Linked DNA regions of Zea mays: region 1 is linked to region 2. The links are chromatin contacts, called in public Hi-C maps. All regions are on one chromosome and are shown on one strand. Each heading gives the region's core, a stretch centred on a gene start, on an enhancer-like site or on the middle of the called end of the contact. The rest is flanking DNA. Distances are from core to core; before and after follow the strand shown. Region 1 holds the start of LOC100272776. Region 2 holds the start of LOC103635738 (E3 ubiquitin-protein ligase KEG).

Evidence for each region. A called contact is a pair of places that touch in the nucleus more often than the background predicts.
Region 1: a contact with region 2 is called in a Hi-C map of tassel, with 4 times the contacts expected there. The contact joins the promoter of LOC100272776 here to the promoter of LOC103635738 in region 2. A contact is called at or near these places in 19 of 25 Hi-C or Micro-C datasets (bundle sheath, ear, endosperm and 6 more) and 1 of 3 datasets of contacts at active chromatin or transcription factors (leaf).

Annotation. Positions count from the first base shown.
Region 1 is chr8:116,963,062-116,967,327 of Zm-B73-REFERENCE-NAM-5.0, forward strand. It overlaps LOC100272776, which reads left to right and starts at 2,467. Exons shown (of 7, transcript NM_001147229.1): 1 at 2,467-2,813. The coding sequence starts at 2,682.
Region 2 is chr8:116,635,153-116,639,204 of Zm-B73-REFERENCE-NAM-5.0, forward strand. LOC103635738 (E3 ubiquitin-protein ligase KEG) reads right to left here and starts at 2,143. Exons shown (of 15, transcript XM_008658118.3): 1 at 1,069-2,143. The coding sequence starts at 1,796.

The DNA.
Region 1 (4,266 bases), core at 1,217-3,716, 330 kb after region 2:
TCTTCCATCTCTCCTTTTTCCTTGTTGATGCCAAAATCAAGTTTACAAGTATGGTTGTCCCTCACCCACAACCTGTTACATATTTTAGTATCATTTATTTATGGGAAAACGAACTCTCTTGTTTAGTATCATTTATTTATGGAAAAACGATGTGTATGTAGTACTATCTGCTCCCGGGTTGCACAACTTGTGTCTCAATCTGCTTTAGATAGATGTATGCCAAAATCAAGTTTACAAGTATGGTTGCCGCTCACCCACAACCTGTTACATATTTTTATTAGATATAATCCCACACATAAGTCTCTAACCAGTTGCTATTTATCCTATCAGAGAATTCCTTGACATATGATGAGGATAAAGGAGCTTGGTTTCTGGAGAAAGAGTTGACTGTGAATGTTTATGTTAGGAACCATCTCAAAGTTCATCAATATCCATGATTGCACTACCAGATGTATGTAATCAGCTGTTGACCATACACGATATGGCATGACCATTTATATTATTATGTTTGAATAGCCACTTAGGAAATGTAGGTTGTCCTGACTTGTGAAATTCCATAAACCTGATGACTGCAGTGTTCTTCACAACATATTATGAAGAACAAAATATAGGAGGTAAAAGAGTTTATACTGGCCATATGGCTCTATATCTTACACCTTTGGGATGTCTGTTTCCTCAATGAAGGACGGTACGGATACAATTAGTTAACGAGCTGTTATCAGATCAATCTCTGAAGAGCTACAAGTATGCTCATCATACTTTTGTCGTTTTGCATGTGGTCTTTTGCAAGATTTCCTGGTGCCTTGTTTTAGAGTCCAACCAGCATAATAATTACACGGCTCTGGTGTGTATATCTAAAATGGGTTTCACGGGTTACAACTAAGGTGTTACATAACTGATAGTTAATTAGTACTCCCTCCGTTTCTTTTTATTTGTCGCTGAATAGTTCAATTTTGCACTATCCAGCGACAACTAAAACGAAACGGAGTGAGTACTTTTTTATATATCCAGATAGATATTAGTCCAACAGTTTCTTCGAGATGCAATTAACACTTATAACAACATTTATTTTCTTATATACCCTTATTTTTGTGAAACCAATTTAATGGTCTATGTTATCATTCCAAATTGCCTTATGTTGACACTATGTATATATGATATTCACAATAACAGAGCCATTCATGCTGTTGGGCGCCTTGGATGAACTACCTTTTCTTCAATAAAGATGGATCTCATGCAGATTGATTTTATCCCTTTCTTGCAATGTAACATATATGTTTTATACAAAAAAATTTACTCCCGTCACATCGTACGGGCACTCACCTAGTCTCTACTAACTATTAAGAAGGTAACGTAGACCAAGACGTGCCCCCGCTCACCTTATCACACGGAGCATGTACCTGCTCTCCCACTTACGCTGCATGCAAGCATGCAACTATGCAAGCTACGGGTGCCCTCCTCATCCACTCATGCTGCATGCAAGTCGCCCAAGATAGGCCCTGTGGCTCCCTCCGCTCATGCTGCATGCGTTCTTGTCGAGGCAAATTTTTGCATGTATTTTTAATTAAAATAAAAATTTGAAGAAGCTGAGTGTAGCTTAGTTGGTCGACAGTATGCATGTACGCCCAGACCCGACCCCTCAAGTCCAAGTCATTGTCGAGACAAATTTTTGGATGTGTTCTTAATTAAAAACCCTTCTATGTTAGTCAAGTTTTTTAATAGATATACCCAGATTCTTAGGCATACTTCTCTTTGTGCACAATATATAGAAAATGATGACTAACTATCAACTACCGTCAAATTTACTCAATCATTTCCACAACACTTTTACAACATGTTGCTTATAACTAGCAGATATGAATGCTCATATGTGAAAAGTAAGGATATGAAACTAATACCAAATGTCGTGTTAGCTACTCACAGGAGTACATTATTTATCTCCCAGATTGTTTGAGTTATTTTAACCTACTTATCAATGCATATATCCATGTTATGCTAGCTTTGATGGATGTTCAATTCGGAAGGATGAGCTGAACCGTGTGCATTTGGTTCTTTCTCGTCCTTCTAAATTGGGTTCTTTGTTGTGTTCTCAGTTGCATTTTGACAGTGAATGATTAATCAAGTTTTCCAGTGAAATCTTCGACTGTGAATAGATACCAAAGCATTCAGTCTATACTTAGAGTATAAATTAGTGTAAGGTAATATTTTGCTATACGGATTTTACATATCATAGTGACCGTTGTCGTTATATATTATGTTTTATACAGATTTTTAACTCTCGTGTCAACGCACGAGTATATATCTAATAAATAGATAAGTGAAGAGAAAATAGTAAACTCCTGCCCACACGTCGTCAAACGGTCGAAACTCTACTCGTAGACACGCGAACAGAAAAATCGACCTAGAGAGAGAGCCGGAATCAATAACGTGAACGCAAACCAAAATCATTTCATCCCCGGAACCGGACGCCGAACGGCAGTGCTGCAAAAGTCCGGACAAAGCTCGCGCCGCCCACCGCACCCGATCCGCCTCGCCCAGGCGTGCTGCCGTCCGCTCCCTTCTCCCGCGCCGTCGCCTCCGCCTACGCCCGGGCCGACCCGCTGGACCCAGCGTGCGCCGCTCCACTCGGACGCGCCGCCGCCCTCTCGGGTTGAGGCGGAGGTGCTTGGGGACCCGCCCCCATGGCGAGCGCCGGCAACAGCGGCAGCGGGGACGACGATGCAGGAGGGAAGCTCCTGGCGGATCGCTACCAGAAGGGCGAGGTCCTCGGCGAGGGCACGTATGGAGTCGTCTTCAAGGCCATCGACACCAAGGTCCCCTTACCACACCGATCTCCTAAAGACCTAAACCCTCCCTTCCTGATCTGCGGGCGGCCACCACTCGAGAGTTAGAGCTTGGCTAGTCCGATCAATCCAGCTTCGACCGTAGACAGATGCTTGCGGGGTTTAGCTTTCGGGGTTAGAGGGTTTTGCACGGCGTAGCTCTGTGAATTGGGGTCATTGAGTGGTTGGAGCTTCGCTCTGGATTGACTCTGACTGTGGTAGTTCTACTGCTATCCGCTCTGATGAGAATAAATTTGGTGATTTGGTGTTGCTTTGTTCAGCTGCGCGTTGATTGAACTGTCACTGTAGACACTACAATGTGAATGTTCTGTTCGATACTGGGATTGATTTTTTTGGTTGACTTGTGTATTCCAGGTGTGTAAGGGTGACAACAGATGTGGGGTGTGTTCTTACTGGTCTTAACTTTTATGTTGTGTTATCACCGTTTATTCTTTTCTCACTTCTCAGTGAAGTATATGTGGCCATGATAGGATCGCCACAGTTTAGTTTTCCAGCTGTTCTTAATGCTCACTCATATTTTGTACTCCCTCCATTCCAAATTATGAGAATGTTTGGCTTTTCTATACATAGCTTTTGCTCGCATTTTTTTCTCTAACATGAAGGAGAGCTGCGTATCATTATATTAGTAATAATAAGAAAGTACAGGCCTTACATAGACTAGTAATAATAAGAAAGTACAGGCCCTACATAGACCGAGATACAGAGAACCGCCTTACGGCGGCCAAGATCTAACGTACATAATACATAAATTGATCCATCTATCAAACTAATACTATAAACCACCTTAGGGTGTGGCAGGGGTAGGGGCAGCTGCAAAGAAGCTCAGCCTCTTGGCTCCAGAACATTCCCACATCCGACGCTCCTCTCCAACATGAGATAAAACTGCATTTATACTAGGAGATTGGCTGTCAAAAACACATCTATTTCTATGATTCCACAACACCCATGCTCCCAAAATAATCAGGGAATTGAGACCTTCAGTGATAGGACCAGCAACAGTTTCACTGACATCTTTCCACCAATCCATGAAACTTTGATTGTTTGGTTGTGGTGCCCAACCTTGGAGCGTAAATTTTCTAAGCATGAGGAACCAACATTGTCTAGAGAAGACACAAGCCACAAGTAGATGGTCAATTGACTCCCCTTCCTGGTCAAAGAAAGGACATCTTTTTGGGTGATCAGGCCCACGCTTTTCAAGCTTATTAGCCGTCCAACATTTCTTAAGGGCAGCCAACCACATGAAGAAACGACATTTTGGCGGTGCCCAAGTTTTCCAAATCCTCTTAGAAGGTTCAAAACTTGGTTCCCCACAATGATCTTAGAAACTGTATTTTTCCTCTTCCTGTAACGTGCAAATGAATGAAACAACTTACTGTTTGCATCTCCCTCTTTTAGCCATGAAATCCTTGATCTAAGGCGGGCA
Region 2 (4,052 bases), core at 893-3,392:
GATCATGAGAGTTGGTCGATTCCACAGTTTGAACTGTGCTCTGGATAAGAAAATGCTCAAAGCGTTATAATAAAATCCCATACCTAAGAAAGTGAAATTTTGTGGAAGGTAATGAACTAAACTATAATAGTATGATGTACAGATAAACAGTTAGCTGTATAGAAAATCTTGGAATATGAACTGTTGTTGATTTGGTTCCAGCTAAAACAAGCAATCTACTTGACCTGCTAACTGAATCGCCTTTGATATATCCAAATCCAACAACAGTCAAAATACAGAAACAGACTCCTTTGCAAAGAAATATAGCAAGAACCTTTGAGCCAAAGTTAGAGCTGATAATGATTATCTCGTTGTAGACAGAAACAAACTATCAACCTGGTGCGAATATTGCTCTGAATTTCCATTCTAAATACCACGTGGGTCTTGCAGAGAAATGTTAAATGTGCCAGTGCCTAATACTGCTGGGAAAACCACAGCACTTAATAAATTTCTTGCAGTGATATTAATTTTCATAGAAATATTATTCACACAAATGGATGTCATAGGAACTTTAATGATTTCAGCATATATAAGTGTTAGTCGCTCTGTGAGCTGATAATAGATAAAAGATGAAGCTCCACAGCTTGGTAACTTGATGGTAATTGACTCAGCAAGCAAATTGCAAGCCAAAGTTATGCTACTCACAAAATATTACGAAATTGCGCGGAAATGGCTAGCGATATGATGGCCATTAATTGTGAGCAAGTTTACCTTCCTTACAACAATATAAGATAAACAAACAAAGCAGCTAGCAGAACCAATGAAATCAAAGTTCAAACTGCATAACGCCATTAACAAGGCAACCACTTTACATGTCACAAAGCAAGCTATCATACACTACACGTACACAATTTGCCACATTTAGTGAAGGTTCTAGCTAGGCATGCTTCTTGCTGACTACTGAGTAATAATAAAAGAGAGCAGCTATGTTGCAATGTAATATGTTTGCAGCGATTATTGGTAAGACAGCAGCAGAAAGAATAGCCGCACAATATTACTAAGTACCGACATTTTGATGCAATGCCACACCTGAGAATCTGCTCCAGCGTGAGGCGTCCACCATTCTGCCGCATCTCCGCCTGCACAGACCCGACATAATGATCCATCACGAAACAGAGGTGGCCGCCGACCCTCACAGCACCATGGAAGGTGCACACGTTCCGACACCATGTGGAGGCACGCCTCAGCCGCTCCACCTCCTCTTGAACAACCTCGAGCCCATCCCCCGCGGTTTGGGGCACCCTCTTCACTGCCACCTGGTGCTTGCACCGCTTGACCCCGCCGCCGCCACGAGACAGCGTGCCGACCCACACGTCCTGCCCGGCGGGCCCAGGCGGGCCGCTCCCGATGCGACGGGCGAGCTTGAGGTCCGGGTGCGAGGCGAGGTCGAAGGAGCTGCATCCGGGCGACGCGGCGGCGGGCGCGGGCGCGGGGCGGCGAGTGGGCCGTGCGAAGAAGTCATCCTCATCTTCGGAGCCGTCGGAGGATGACCCCGAGTCGGAGTGGAGGAAAGACGGGGATGAGGGGGATGCGGAGAGGAGCGATAGAATGGGGAAGTTCTTCCGCAGCGCAGAGACTGAGTTGCCTACGGCGGTCGGATGGCGACATCGCGGGCACGGCAGCGTGGCTCCGGGGGCTGCCGCTAGCATGCGGGAGAGGCACGCGCGGCAGAATCCATGGCCGCAGTGGAGGAGCAGCGGCGTCCGCTCCTCCTCGTCATATCTGACGTTGCATAACGAGCAGCATGGCACGCGCATCGCGCCGGCGCCGACGGTTTCGGGCGGCGCGGTGCCCTGGGGCGCAGGGCCGGAGAGAAAGCTGTAAATGGGGAGGGTAGATCTGGGCGTTGGGGTGGGGGTTTGGGGAGGGGAGGAGGGAAGACGGGAGAGCAACGTGGGAATTTCAGAAAGTGAGAGGTAGAGGGTTGGTGGTGATGCGGTGGGAGGCTGGGGAAGGAAGGACGACAAGCAACACGCAGCGCTGCGTTGCCCTTCCTGCTCGCTCCGCCGACCTTTCTCCTGGTTCCTGCGCTTGCAAATTGCGACGAGCGCGTGTTTTGGCAGCGCGGGTGACGTGTGACGGTTCTCATGAGCTCATCATCGGCATGGACCATGGAGGTAGCGTTGTCGACTGCCGCTTTGTGACGGAAAAAAAATCTGCTCATTCTATAAAAAAAAATATTCTTTATCTTTTATATTATCCTCTAAAAAATTATATATTATATATCTTGTTCATCTCCAGCAACATACTCTAAATTTCATTCTCTATATCAATAATTCTCTATATCAACAGTATTCATTTTTTAGAAAATTATGCATAGTTCATATTTAACCAAAAAATGACCAGACATTAGTATTATATTTTTCATGTCGTACACGCATACAACAATAGTTGGTGTGTGTGCCAAAATTGAATTACGGACTAATTAAATTAATTGCGTTTGGTAACCTATATTACTAATCTTTTTTTTAAAAAAATGCTACCAGGCTTTATTTTATACATTTTTATTCAGTATTGGACAAAATCGTAGATCTAATAATGAGTTAAAATAGAGTCGCTGAAAAATATTGACCCACTACAAAATATTGTTTTTCAAACCGGCAAGAGCAGTACTTTATTTTAGAATTAAAAAAGAGCAATAAATGAGAAGAGAGCGTCCACGTAGGCTTGCTGCAAAAGTTGACAAGCGCGAGCGGATGGACCTTGACACATAGCAAAAGTGAGGGCGCCCTCCACATTTATAGGGCGACAGAGGCGTTCAGTATTAGACCGTCTCCAACAACATCCTCTAAATTGCATCCTCTAAAAGAATATATATACTTTATCCTTTACAGCATTCTCTTAAAGAGTTCATCATCTAAATCTTTTGTATATCCAGCAACGTTTTCTAAATTCAGTCTTCTATATCTACAGCGATAACAGAATTCATAAACTACATCTTTTGTTCTCCATTTTGCATATATTGTCAAATTTAATTTTCATACATAACATAAAAATCTACTAAACATTTTAAAAAAAATTAACAATTTTGTCATTATATATGTTTAATTAAGAAAACAGTTAACCATGATAATTTTTTGTCATCCGATTCTTGCGTTAGCCTTAAATGGGACGTATGTGTCTTGTGGTTGCCTTTTCGTTTGTTTCTCCTCTACGCATTTTCTCCTGCGCCTGCGCACACCCCGCAGCGCATCGCCTCCTCGCTCCGCGCATGGCCGCCGCCGGCCCTAGATCTCTGCTCGTGGAGACGAAGAACCTAGGGTCGTTCCTGACTTTTGAGGGGCCCAGGACAAGATTATAAACAGAGGCCCCAACACCATAAAATTGTTTTTACTATTATATATATATCAACTAATTATACTTAATGTACCACAGAAAGACTTGAACAGTAAAAAATAGAAGTAAGATTATTACCTCAAATATATTGAAGAGATCAACTTAAAAATGTCTTCTAACATTTCTAGATGCAAAATCATCAATGATGGCTTCAATATTGACACCATCTAATAATTTCTTCTCAATGCATAAAGTTGCTAGCCCGTTTAACCTTTATTGAGACATTGTAGACCTTAAATAATTCTTCAATAACTTAAGCTTTGAGAAGCCCCTTTCAACTGATGCCACAGTTATTGGTATAGTAAATAATATCTGATAAGCAACAAATATATTGGGATAGCAATCCATTCTCCTAACAAACTCAAAAATTTCCATATCAGACATTGATCTATCTGGCAGTGTCATTTGCAGTATTCTTAACTCTGATGTCAGATTATTTTCCTCAAAATCAAATGAATCATCGACAGAGAAAGATTTTGCCAACATGGTACAATAATCCTTGAGTTTAATGTGATCCAATGATTTCAATGATGATGAGTTAAGAAGAGGCACAAATATACCATTGAATACTTGGAGGTCTTCAAATCTATTTTTTAATGAATTGCTTGCCATATCAAGCATAATTAAAAAGTAATTTACTTCAAAATCTTTCTCACCTTGTAGATTTGCCTCATTGT